Regions from separate parts of the Sus scrofa genome. Here region 2 is linked to region 1. Evidence: chromatin contacts called from public HiChIP or PLAC-seq data. All regions are on one chromosome and are shown on one strand. Each heading gives the region's core, a stretch centred on a gene start, on an enhancer-like site or on the middle of the called end of the contact. The rest is flanking DNA. Distances are from core to core; before and after follow the strand shown.

Region 1 (6,354 bases), core at 935-3,434:
TGGTTGACTGAAATTAGTTATATTACTTCTCTCCACCTCCACTGCCCGGTACTAGTCCAAGCCGCCCTCCCCTTCATGTGGGTCCCGGCCACAGCTCCCAGTTGGTCTCTCTGCTTCTCTTCACACTCATCCAATCTATCCTCAATGAAGAAACACAAACAAGGTGCCATTAATTGTATCACTTCACTTCCCTTCATGTATCTGATAAGCCCTAATCAAAACTCTTCGATAGATTTCCACCTCATTAAGAATTAAACCAAACTTCCCACTCTAGAAGTTAAGGCCATCCTCAATCAGGCCCCTGCTTATCTTGCCAGTCTTTGTTCCCACTCTTGGGTCATAACCCTCTGCTAGGTTCTTTCATCCAGTTCCTGGAACACACAAGCTTTCTCACCTTAAGCCATACACATGCTGTTTGTTTTCCCTGCAGTGCTCTCTCCCTCTCCTCCCCATTTTTTGCCTACAAAACTCTTTCTCATTCTTTTCAAGTTAAAGGCCACTTCTGTAAGCAGAACTTGACCACCCAGCTAAAGTATTCCGTCCTCTCTACCTCTGTCCCTTGCTGGTTACCTTCATAGCACTGATCGTAACTTGAAATCATCCTATTTATTTATTGTGTTTTATCCATAGGACAGACAAATATCTGTCTTGCTAACTCTTATATTCCCAGAATCCAGCAGAGTGCTTGGCCCAGAGTAGGTATCCAATAGGTTTTTGTCTAGTGAATGAAAACAAATGAATCATGTTTTCCCTTCTTAAATCTTTGCCATTAAGTTGACCTGAGAGGTGAGGGTATAATAGCTAAGTTCTCTAAAGACAGTCTAGGTATCCTTATGGTTCTTATATTCAGAAAATAGCCCAGCTCTACTGCTAGGGCTGAGTGGCTAGACCTGCCCATGGGAGGTACTGGGGGTACCATCCATCTGACAGAGCCCATCATTTCCCATCATGTGTCATGCCTACATGCAGCTCTTGTAGTCCCAGTTTTAGTGCCATCCTGAGGATATGGGAGAACACGAGTACAAAAAAGTCCCAAGGTGGAGTTTCCCGTACTCTGTCAGGGAATGGAGTGGAGTTTGAGGAAGGTTTCCTGGACTAGAGTTCAAAAATTAAAATGCAGACAGTCAGGGCGATAGCAGATGGGCACCCTCTGAACACCATGCAAGTTTTTCCAAAGAACTTCACATTGATTTTGGAGGATCCTGGAAGAACTTGGAACACGATGCTGCATCCACCTGGGAGAACACTTTCAGAGACTGAGAGCTTTCCACATTCCGAGGTCAGGTTTGTGAACTCTTTTCTCCAACCCCCAACACTCTAGCTACTGGGGACATGTGACTCTGCATGTTGTTACCTGAGCCATGTGCGCTTTCTCCCTGGTGGATATAGACTGGGATCGTCCATGGGAAATTCACTTGTAAAGAGAGATATCATTCGTGGTTTCTTTACCATTGATATTGACACTATCAATGAACTGCTTGTTAGTTCTAAGCATCTGGAATTGTTGGGGTGAGGGGAACCTCAGGTAATCCAAGGGATGCTGAAAGTTTCTACTCCCTCTTTGGCCAGCTGAAGAGTCCTTCTTTATGTACCACCAGAAGGTGAAGAGAGTTTATAGAAAGATAACTTGGTAAGACTGGACATCCAAGGAAGCTGCATAGGGCCAAAGCCAGAGCTGAAGCTCCAAATTACAACCCAGATATCCAGTGGAAGAAGCAGCTTGAGAGAGTCCAACAGAAAAGTCCCTCTTGGGGAAAAAAAAATGTAATTGTAATGTATACATGTAAGGATAACTTGATCCCCTTGCTGTACAGTGGGAAAATTTTAAAAAAAGGAGAGAAAAGAAAGAAAAGTCCCTCAGTGTTTGCATTTTTTAACAAGCTCCTCCTTGACTTCTCCCCCACCTCTACTTTTGTTTGTTGAACCTTTCATTTACTGACTTTAAATTAAAAATAAACTTTAAGAAATGTAAAACAATAGAGATTCAATGGCTAAGTGATCATGCAGCACTTGCCCTGAAGAATGAAACAATTAAAATCCAATCATTCCTGATTACGTTTTGTACTATGATGTTAGACTTCCCTTTGCTTTGACCCCTCACCTTCCGGCATCCTGTTCTGGGACAGAAATGACACCACAAAGGTTTCCTGTGCCTGTCCTCTCCACTTCTGACCCCTCACTACATCCTCTCTCCATCTATTTGGAGAGCAATGATTTGGTTCCTCTGGAATTCCTCCTGTATGCTTGATGACACTTGCTGCTAATTTGGGATGCTAGAAATGCCAGGCAAAGTCTGGACTGAGCTCTTGTCGGCTGTTAGTCTCCCAGTGACTTGCTTATTAGCAAAATGGGAAATGTGATATTTCCAGTGATTATTGATCCTAATTTGTCATGGGGTCCCTTCTCTCTGCAATCTGCCAATAGCCAAAACAAACTAAATTCTTAAGCCCATCAAGTCATTTCTGAATTCTCGCTGGTTTTGAAAAGACTTTCTTAAGGTGTCCAAAATCAGTGTCCTAGGAGGTCCATTGTGGCGCAGCGGCATTATCACTGCAGCAGCCCAGGTCATTACTGTGGTGCTGGTTCAATCCCTGGCTCAGGCATTTCCACATGCCTTGGTAGTGGCAGAAAGAGAGAAAGAAAGAAAAAAGAGAGAGAGAAAGAAAGAAAGAGGAAGGAAGGAAGGAAGGAAGGAAGGAAGGAAGGAAGGAAAGAAGGAAGGAGAAGGGGAAGGGAAGGGAAGGAAAGGGAAGGAAAGGGAGGGAAGAAGGGAGGAAGAAAAGAAATCGATGTCCTCTGGGGCAATTTGGGCAGAGAGTCCTCTGGACGAGGCCTGAGATCAAGGTTACCAAATCGTGGACTGAGGACGTACCCCCTGCTGTTTACTCTTCAGAGCCTTCCCTTCCTTCTCTGAGGATCCTGGGTCTGTAGATTTAAAATTTCAGACTATTGTATAACAGCAACAGCCATGCTCAGTTCTGTGGTCTGCCGAGCACTGAGATGCTGTTGCCGGTCAGAATATATTAAACAGAAGTCATGACCATAGTAGCATAGAATAACAGCTAGAAGGAGATGAGTCCCATTGCCTTCATAGCACTTTTCTCCCAGCAACTTGACAGCTGATGGGGTTGGGAGGCTGGGCCAGGTACAGAAATGAGTCTCGGGCTGCGCATGGAAGTGCTGCCTGCTGTCTGCACCTCTCCCTGGTCAGGAGGCCTTGGTCCCAGCTCTGTGCTGCCTGACTGTGTGCCCGCTGCCCTTGGACATTCAGAGCGGTCCCCCTCCTGCTCCAAACACACACTGGAATTGACTACCAGACTGGTCACATACTTTTTTGTCTTCTTTCTTAAAGTGAAGGCATTTTTTTTTTCCCAGCGACTGAGAAACCCTATTAACTCCGTTTCCGTGAACTCACATCTAAACAGGATCCTTGACTCCTCAGAAACCAGGAACTAACTAACTGGTCTTGTTTGAGTCTGTTTAGAGCCTAGAAATGATAGAAATGGTTATCCAAGTCCCTGGCACAGAGATTGCCCTCAGAATATAGTTGCATTTTTACCTTTTTAATAGAGAACTTTAGAAAATCTTCAGTTGTTATTATCAGTGAAACGATATTTTCTTTTTTTAAAATTTAACTTTATTAGACTATAGTTGACTTACAATATTGTCTTAGTTTCAGGTGTACAGCAAAGTGAATCATCCATATATATAAATATAGCCATTATTTTTTCCTATATAGGTGATGACAAACTGGAGTCGATTTTCCTGTGCTGTGCAGTAGGTTCTTGTTAATCACCTATTTTGTACAGCAGTGTGTATATGTTATTCCCACCCTCCCAATCCTTTCCTCCCCCTAAAGGTTTCAGAATATAGTTTTATGAAGGAAGGAAAGAAGCAAAAAGAGGAGAGGTAGGGAGAAATATTTTCTGACATTCTAAAACCCAGAGGCATTCTAGTGTTAAGCCCTCTTTGGGTCATTCCAAGTGATCTAAATCTAAGGGGAAAAAAAAAAAAAAACCCACCTACTTATCTACTCCGTGCTCTTGTGACAAAGATCTGGAGGGGCCAGGAAAGACAGAGTAAAAACAGCTACATTAATGGTACCTAACCGTCACTGAGAACTTTTTATAAGCCACTTTGTAAATCTTTTACATGCATGGGCTCACTGAATTCTCAAAACAGTCTTGGGGTGATGTAGGTCATACTGTTATCCTTCTTTTAAAGATGAGCAGACAGAATTTAGAGTTTAAGGGACAAGTAGGAAGTTTTGAGAGTACTAAATTAGGTTGCACATTCCCTTAGGAATTTTTAAGGAACTTTCTCGAAGGTTCAGGAGCTTTCCCTCAGTGCCAAGTTCTCTTTGGTTTTGAGCTGGCAAAGTGTGAAGTAAGGGGTCCAGGGTCTCTGCTTACTGCTGCCCTGATTTTGATGGGATTTGACAGTGAGGATCTTCTGGTTCTGGAGACCCCATCTCCTTGGTCCCAGCAGTCTCTTGAAACAACCAGCCATGCATCTTCTCTTTATTACCTCCTCATCTTCCAGTGGGTAATGGGGGTGGGGGTGGGGGATGACAACAGTTTGGTCGCTTTCAGCTTGATGTCATCAGGCTTTTCTGAGTCGCTGCTATGGAGACAAAGCCCAGGTACCGTTTCCATTTGCCACACTTGCTATTAAAAGACAGGCACGGATTGTGAGCCCAAGATGTTCAGTGAATCAACCTGGAACTTACCCCTTTTTAAAAATTCTAATAGAGGGTAATTCATGCAAGTTTGTTGGCAAGCCATCTGCCTCAGGGACCCAGCACAGGTTAGATAATTAAACTCAACCTGTTCCTGCATGGCTGTCTAACTTACCATTTACCTCGTCTCAGACTCCTCGCCTCCAAAAACCCACTCTCCAAACTGGTTAACTCATTGTTCCCCCAAAACACCTGTCTTGCCTTCTTATTTTTACTCATGCCATCCTACCCACCTGGAATGCCCTTACTTGCCTCTCTGTCTTCAAATCCTTCTCATGTGCTTCACAGCATGTTCTCCAGTCACCTCACTCTCAATGATCCACTCTCTCCCCTGAATTCTATATAATTCAGCCAGTAATTAATCATACACCACCTTGTGATATTCTTTCTATTGTGACCTTGAAATTACATTTTTAATTTTAACATAACTGGTTTCCATATGTTTGCCTTGTTGCCATAATTGGAATGTAAGATGATCAAAAGAAGGAGATAGGTACAGTATGTAACTGTATTCCTCTTTAGTCCCTTGTAGTGGGCTGATTTGCAGATTTCTCTTTTCTTTCTCTTTGTGACTTAGTTATTGGACAATTGGAAAATCAAAATGATGAAACCTCTTCAAATTAACTCCAGTCATAACAGATCATCGTTATTTGGTGATAAACATGTGTGGATGATTGGAGAATGGGATCCTACCTTCCTCGAGGTGCATTTTAACCCAAAGAATTAAAGAATCAGCAGGAAAGGGGGAGCCACTGTTGAGGTACAGCAGGGCAAGAAGAAGTTTGTGGAGTCCACTGGTCAGATCTCTTCCAGGCAGCTTTACAAGTGTTCCTTCTCTTCCAAGTGAGGCCATATTTCTCTAGAAAAACACTTCCATAAACTCTTGCCTTGTCTTTCTTTTCTCTCCCCACCACTTGCAACACACACTCATATTCCTTCCCTTTTCCTCGAGCCCTCAGAGAGATACAGTCTAATGTCTCCACTGCAACTGAGCCATCTTCTTCTGCTCCCCAAAGCCAGGTATTTGAACCCTCATTCTAGATACAATTTTTTAATATAAATAATAATACTGAGGGAGGGATAAATTAGGAGTTTGGGATTAATATATACACACTACTATATATAAAATAAATAACCAACAAGGACCTACTGTACAGCACAGGGAACTCTATTTAAATAATCTTGTAATAACCTATAAGAGAAATGAATCTGAAAAAGAATATAAATATTTACATAACTGAATCATTTGGCTGTATACCTGAAACTAACACAACACTGCTAATCGACTATACTTCAATTAAAAAAAAATACCTTAGGAGTTCTTGTTGCGGCTCAGTGGTAAGGAAACCAACTAGTATCCATGAAGTTTCTGGCCTCGCTCAGTGGGTTGAGGATCCAGCATTGCCATGAGCTGTGGTGTAGGTCACAGATGTGGTTCAGATCCCATGTTTCTATGGCTGTGGCATAGGCCAGCAGCCACAGCTCTGATTCAACCCCTAGCCTGAGAACTTCCATAGCCTGCAGGTATGGCCCTAAAAAGCAAAAATAAATTTTAGAAAATGAAATTAATTAAATAAAATTTTAAAAATACTGTAGACAATTTTAGTGTATGTGGT
Region 2 (6,500 bases), core at 129-2,628, 700 kb after region 1:
GATGGTACCACCTGTGATTTAGAAAGGAGACTTGCTTATGTCCCATTGAGCACTTTGTGGGTTTCTCTTGGCAAAATTATTGATTGTGGCTGGAAGCCTACAGGTGAAAGCCATTACTTAAGCCATGAACTTCAGTAACCCTTCCAGTTTAATCATCTGGGCCGGCTTAGCTACCAGATCTTTCTGCTGGGAGCAGTTCCACCATCCAGAAGGCCAATGCTGTTATTAACGTTGCTCAGAGCAAAGTTCTTTTGTTTTGTCTTTTCCATGTTCCAAACTGACAATAAGTGTAACTGACATCGGCTTAGGAAATAGAAAAAAGATGTAGGACTGTAGAACCGAAAGATATTTCTTTCCAACCCAAACGAGCTCTAAAAGCTCTTAAGGTGTTCAGTTGTCACTATTTTTTGCTATAAAAGGAATTTTTTCCCCTATCTTTTCAGTTTCCTTATTTTTCCAAGAAGTTAAACTTGGAAACACACTCGAGCATGGAGTAAAAGCCGCCGAACAAGTCTCTCCAGCTGCTAGGGCTGCTTTTGCAGCCATTCAATTAAGTCTCTTCCAGCCTTGAAAAGCTGCCTAATTTGGGCTTGGGTGTATGTGCCCTCCCCCTATCTGGTATTTTCTCTGCCACTGTTAGCAGGCATGGGGATCATGGCACAGAGCTGTACCCTGGGTGTTCCACATAATATCTGGACTCTGCATGCGCAGAACCTTTATCTTCTGTGGCATAAACTACATCAGCACCTCTGCCAGGGATGAGTGAGCAAGAGCCAAGGCTAAGAGGGATCTAATCCACCTGTCACACTGTCCCTGCAACTCCTCCAGCTTGTTGACAACACCACAGTCATTTTGAAAAGCCCTTAATACAGAAAGCCATTTGTTTCTTCTAAATGTACATTTAGACATAGGAGAAAGTAACATCTATCTTCAAAAATCACCAAGCAGACTATCCTGTGTCTTCCTACCATGCAGGCAACAGCTGCAGGGAAAATAGAATATTTTAAATAAGTTAGCAAAACAACCATCCCCTGGGGAGTCATGCTCTGCCTTAAGTATGTGAAACAAAGCACCTTAAAGGCTTAGTTTTATATCCATCTAAGTTATTTAGTTCCCAAGGACACTGTTCTCCACATCGAGGATGTGTGCCTGTGTGTATTTTTTTTTCCCTCTGAGAACTTTCTTTATTGAAGGTTTGCACGATGGTTCAGCGGAAATTGTGCAGCATCTTTCCTCAAACGGAGCTGCATTAATGTGCCAATGCCCTTTATTTAATGCACTTTAAAATTCTGACGCGCCTTTTAAAAAGTATGAGTTGTGTTGGGAGAGTCTAATCAGCGTTCCGCATGAACGGAAACGTGCTATTTTTGTAAGGGGAGTGCTGGAGTCGGGTTTTAGCATAAGGGTGTCTCTCTAGTACAGATGTCCGAAGACATCGGTGCGTTTTGATGCCCAAATCAACCAGCTAGAAATGTGACTTCTGCCAAAATTAGTCAGAGGAACTTCAGCCAATCATCCTTTAAGCAGTTTGGGACTGAAGGCTCTTAAGATGGTGGGGGAATCTTTAGAATTCTGCAGAGACTCAGGTTGGAGGGGCAAACTTTCTTTGCACTCTGGAGCATGCATCTACCCCGCAAGATGGATGCGGTGTGCCTGTAATGACTTCATACAGTTTTTTTGTTTGTTTGTTTTTAGAAATCTCTTGGGATCCTGTCGTTTGGGTTTGCTGATCTAATCCATTTCCTTCCTCTCAATCATGCACTCACCCTTCTCTCTCCGGACGTCTCTCTTTGGCTCTTGCCCCAGTTCCAATCAGCGTATCCTTTTGAAAAATGTTTCATTAAGGTTGGAGTTCCAAGGACATCACTCTCCCTCTTTGAATAAAACGTGCCCTCTTGTTTGAATGCAAACTGCCTGTGCCCTGACTGTACAATCAAAACAACGGGAAATACACCCAGTGCACTCAGGCAAAATTGGTGTGTGAGTCTCTTGGAAATATCTAGTAACAGGTGCAGTTGGATAGGCTGGCAAAGCATTCTGGTTTCATAACAATTACTAATAAGAAAATAAACGTTAGGTATGCATTATTAAAACATTTTTGTGATTTTTTTTCTACTAAAAAAACTCCCAAGCCTATCCAGTAACCAATTCTGTAGCATTCAAAAGCATAATAAGGAAAAAACATCTGACTCCGGCTCTCTCAGTTTAAGCACTCTTTTTTTCTATTTTAGCGAAATTCACATGTAGATATTTATTCTTGTAGAAAGAAAATATATGCAATTTTTACCCAAATCTTAGAAAATCTGTGTTATCCATCAAGTCGATAGGAAATTCTTCTAAGTCCTTCTTTTGATGATTGTACAATCATATGTATTACTGCGCTCTGAATCCTTAGGAATGTCAATTGTAATAAACCAGTGGGCATGCATCAGTATTTCCCTTCTTCATAAAAGTAAATGTTTATACATTATTTGGAGGGTTTTTGTTTTCTGTGAATAAGGGTTCTAGACAATCTTAGGACTGGTTTGAATGCACTTTGATAAGAAAAGCTGCTTTGCAATTCTTGGAGATTTTGAAAGCATCTATTAGGAAATTCTCATTTTACATTTGCTTTCATGCAGTCAGAAACCTACCTATAAACATGGAAACTTGATCATTTAATGTTGTTTGCTGTCTTTGTGCTATTTTGTAAACAACTTGCAGAAAAAAGGAAATAGTTTCCTTTTAAAACCAAAAGAAGAGCATACTAGTAACTACCCCAGCCCCTGTGACTTTGGATTTCTGCATATGAATTTGGTGCTCAAGTTTTGCTGCATCCCAAACCAAAACATCAGGTTGTGTATAAAAGAGGGGATGGCTATATTATAGAGATCTTTTGTAAGTTGAAACCCATAGAATTGGGGGGATGAAGTGTAAACATTTGAAATATGGCAGGAGAGTGAGGTAGTAAGGAAGAAGCAGGAAAAGCATGAAAGCAGGGGGGCAAGGAAGAAATCGATACACTTGAGCAAAAATGTTTAAGAGCCTTAAATTCTAATGAACATATTGAGTGGACTGCACAGCAATGTGAAGATGTATTTGCCAGAATGGAGTTCTAATTTGACACACTCTACGGGATTTCTAGGGATTAAGGTTGAGAAAACTTGAAAACAACATGGGTCTAGATATTATCAATGCACTAAAATAGGAAAATGACTACAGGTGAGAGGAAACAATCAATTTGGATCGTACTTAGAAAGAGAGAGAGAGAGAGAAAGGGAGACGGAAGGAAGACCAAACAATGACTCCAGTTCTTTCTGTTCCTAAAAGCTCTCTCTCTCCCAAATGTTCACATGTGATTTAAATTCTGAGAAGCTAGGGCTGTGGTGAGCCAGCCATATTCAGCAGGGGTTGGGGAACAAACTCCCTTTAGGCCAGTCACCTGTTAGGTTTGGGATAAAACAGAAGTTGAAAAATTGCTTTCCTCTCAAAACATGTTAGCAGCTTTCAAAGCATCCAAGGACTGAAACTGTTGCAAAGTTGGATTGTATGTGTGTGTACATGTGTGAGAGTCTTTGTGTGTCTGTGTGTGTTTGTGTGTGTGTGAGAGAGAGAGAGACCAATGAAACAGGACTGGGAGAGAGAAGAGAGAGAAGAAAATTGTTAACATGAATGAAATTGAAAAAAGATTTCCCTTAGGAGCATCTATATTCACATATTAAAGAACATATGTGAAACTATATAAATGGAACACAAGTATTTCCAGCAATGTAATTAAGAACACACACATATTGCATATCCATGTGTATGTGCGTGTGTGTTTTTATTTTTTGTGTAAGAGTTTTTTGGAAAGAAAAAGGAAACAAGTGCTGTTTTACCAGTTACCTCATCATATTCACAACCACTGGCCCTCCAGTCTCCTGATTACACCAATTGGCCTTGTTTATTAGCTTTTCATTACCCCCACCACTTGACCTGCTTCTGTGCATAATAGGGTTAATCATAATGGAATGAAATCTTTTGATTTTATTAATTTCTTATATAGTATGTCTTCCAGATTTCTTACTCATGCTAGGACATCAGGGAATACTGTTGTTCTGATAAATTTTGCTCCCTCTGCTGGCTGTGTCTGAGGGAATGGTAAAACCACTGGCTCACTCATAAACAAGGACTGTTATTGTTTGGGGAAATACACCACACACACGCATCCTTAGAGAAACAGTGCTATTGAACTGAGAGTTAGTCCTGTACTCTTCTGGCTTTGACAACAGAAGCACCATCAATATGACATTTTCTACCCAGAATGCCATGGTCACTGAAGGAGTGAAAGGCTGGAGTAGGAGATTGGAGTTGTGGTGCAGCCAGGCTTAGATAAGTGTTTATTACTTCTTCTTTGCTTGCTGATATCTGTTAGTTCCTAAAGGGAGTGGGAAAGCTTCATCCTGTGAGTGTTCCCCAGCGTGAAAGCAATTTAGTACAAATAAATTTATCACATTTGGTTCCACAGAACTCATTGGGCATGAGACGGGGTCATGGAATTAGTTAAAAAGGTGTGTCCCCTTATTAGAATCCCTACATTCACACAAATACAAGGTCATTTATACAAAATATGTAAAGTTAAAACAATTTGAGTTAATTTTTCAAAAGGAGTTAGAAAATTTGAAAAAAAAATTTAGGGAGAATTTTGGAAATATTTAATATATAACTTTTTATTTCAAAAGACATTCTGTTGAGTAAGAAAACTGGTTCAATAGATACTTAAAGGTCTAAGGATATTTTATCTACAAATCTCAGACATTAGGAAAAATCAAGCAACTGTGGAGAGGTTTCAGTAAATGCTGAAGCTAACATAAAATGATAAAAGGTTAACCTAACATAAAATGTGTTTTTGTCTTGAAATTTAGGAAGAACTGCTTTTCTCTCTGAGGTACACAAAATGATTTCTTGCCCTTTGTGAAAAGATTAACAGAGTTAAATCTTAGCTTCAGACCTGGAACCAAAAATATCCTTATTTTTTTGTTGTTGTTAAGAAGAAGAAAGGGAGGAAAGAAGAGCATGGAAGAGAAACATACTGTCTAATGTATAAATCAATCTAAATCTTTAATCAAGTTTCTTAAGATACTTGATCATATGATATAAAATTTCACACACACACCCTCACTCAATGACTTTCTTAGGGAAAAAAAAAAGCCACAACCAAAAAAGATATAGAGAATAAAAGAAATTAACCTGTAAACAACTGAATAAATAGGAATTTATACATTATTTAATGTCAATCTGCTCCAAATTTTATGTTTGTTCTGTGTACCAGCATCCATGCCTGGCATTGGCATTTAATGAATTGTTTTGATATTGAAATACACTCTCTTGCCTTTCAAACTCATGCAGACTCTACTAGTCCTTCTAAAAGAAAACATCCTGTTTTGGTTGATGGGCTAACAACAACAACAACAACAACAAAAGTAAATTGTGGTAGCAATTAGGCTCCTCAGTGAGCATGCTCAGTGGGTCTCTCTTGGTTGCTAGGCAACCAGCTGAAGGTGTGTGGTAGGAGAGGGCCCCAAATGTAAAATCTTAAGCACCTTTGGCATGGGCTTCACCTAGTCTGGAAGCCCACGCTCATTTATTTAATTAATGGAGAGATATTTTTGGGTGACTGTGGTGGATTCTCTTTTCACATTGTTGGAGAGAAAGTTAGGGGTAAGGGAGGGGTACAGAGTGGGGGATCCAGCAGGATGGGCTCAAGAACCCTAGCGAATACTTCTCTCGAAAAAGCCCCGTGTTTGACTTGGGTTGCCGTTTTCGAGTGTGTGCGTGTGACAATTTCTTTTCCATTGCGGGAGTCACAGTTAGCTGACACCACTGCATTTGGGCTGCCTGGTACGGCCCAGGCATAATTCGAATCCCACATCACAAGAGCGTAACAGCCTACGTTGGACCTTTAAGTCTTTCCAATAAATCCGTTTTCACATCCTGGAGTTAGAGAACAGAAAATTCCCAGTTAAACCACATTGTTCAATGCAAAGTTGCAGCCCGTCTTCCAAAGCCTATTCGTACACCCCAGGGTTCTGCTGAAGAAGCACTTACAGGAGTTCAGAGACTGTTGCCGGGAAGTAAAAATGAATCAACTTTTAGAAACCACACAAAATGCTCCGTCTTTGGTGAGTAAGGTGCCATCTCCATCAGCACCTCTAAGTAAGCAACCCGACCAAACACCTGGTTCGGTCCACAGTGACAGCTCACTGTCTCTCCAGTGGTAACGATTTAGAGGCTTGATGCTAAACAAGATATATACATGATGTCAAATATTGGCTGCACACATCTAAGCCAATCACTTCTAACTAAATTAACCATGGCACTGCCTAATACGATCCACCTGCTTTCTTCCCTCCGTTGTTCCAGACCCTACCTGAACCCCCCTTTGATTAAATGTCAAAAGCTTGCCTTGTGCCTACAGATTTCACTGAAGGCGGATAACAGAAAGGTTCCTCCTGTGACTCCATAAAACTGAAATAAATTCC

What was found. HiChIP or PLAC-seq counts read pairs in DNA pulled down with a chosen protein or histone mark.
Region 2: a contact with region 1 is called in an H3K27ac HiChIP or PLAC-seq map of skeletal muscle, with 4 times the contacts expected there. The contact joins two enhancer-like sites. A contact is called at or near these places in 1 of 47 Hi-C or Micro-C datasets (heart right ventricle) and 1 of 2 datasets of contacts at active chromatin or transcription factors (skeletal muscle).

Annotation. Positions count from the first base shown.
Region 1 is chr1:104,611,162-104,617,515 of Sscrofa11.1, forward strand. No RefSeq gene overlaps it. Among named protein-coding and RNA genes, the nearest start is that of CCDC68, 140 kb to the left of the region's middle. Within about 2 kb of position 2,185, at least 3 of the 83 cell types and tissues checked have an H3K27ac peak or open chromatin away from gene starts, as enhancers often do. A contact at or near this core is called in skeletal muscle, where this site is marked.
Region 2 is chr1:105,314,568-105,321,067 of Sscrofa11.1, forward strand. No RefSeq gene overlaps it. Among named protein-coding and RNA genes, the nearest start is that of TCF4, 240 kb to the left of the region's middle. Within about 2 kb of position 1,379, at least 11 of the 83 cell types and tissues checked have an H3K27ac peak or open chromatin away from gene starts, as enhancers often do. A contact at or near this core is called in skeletal muscle, where this site is marked.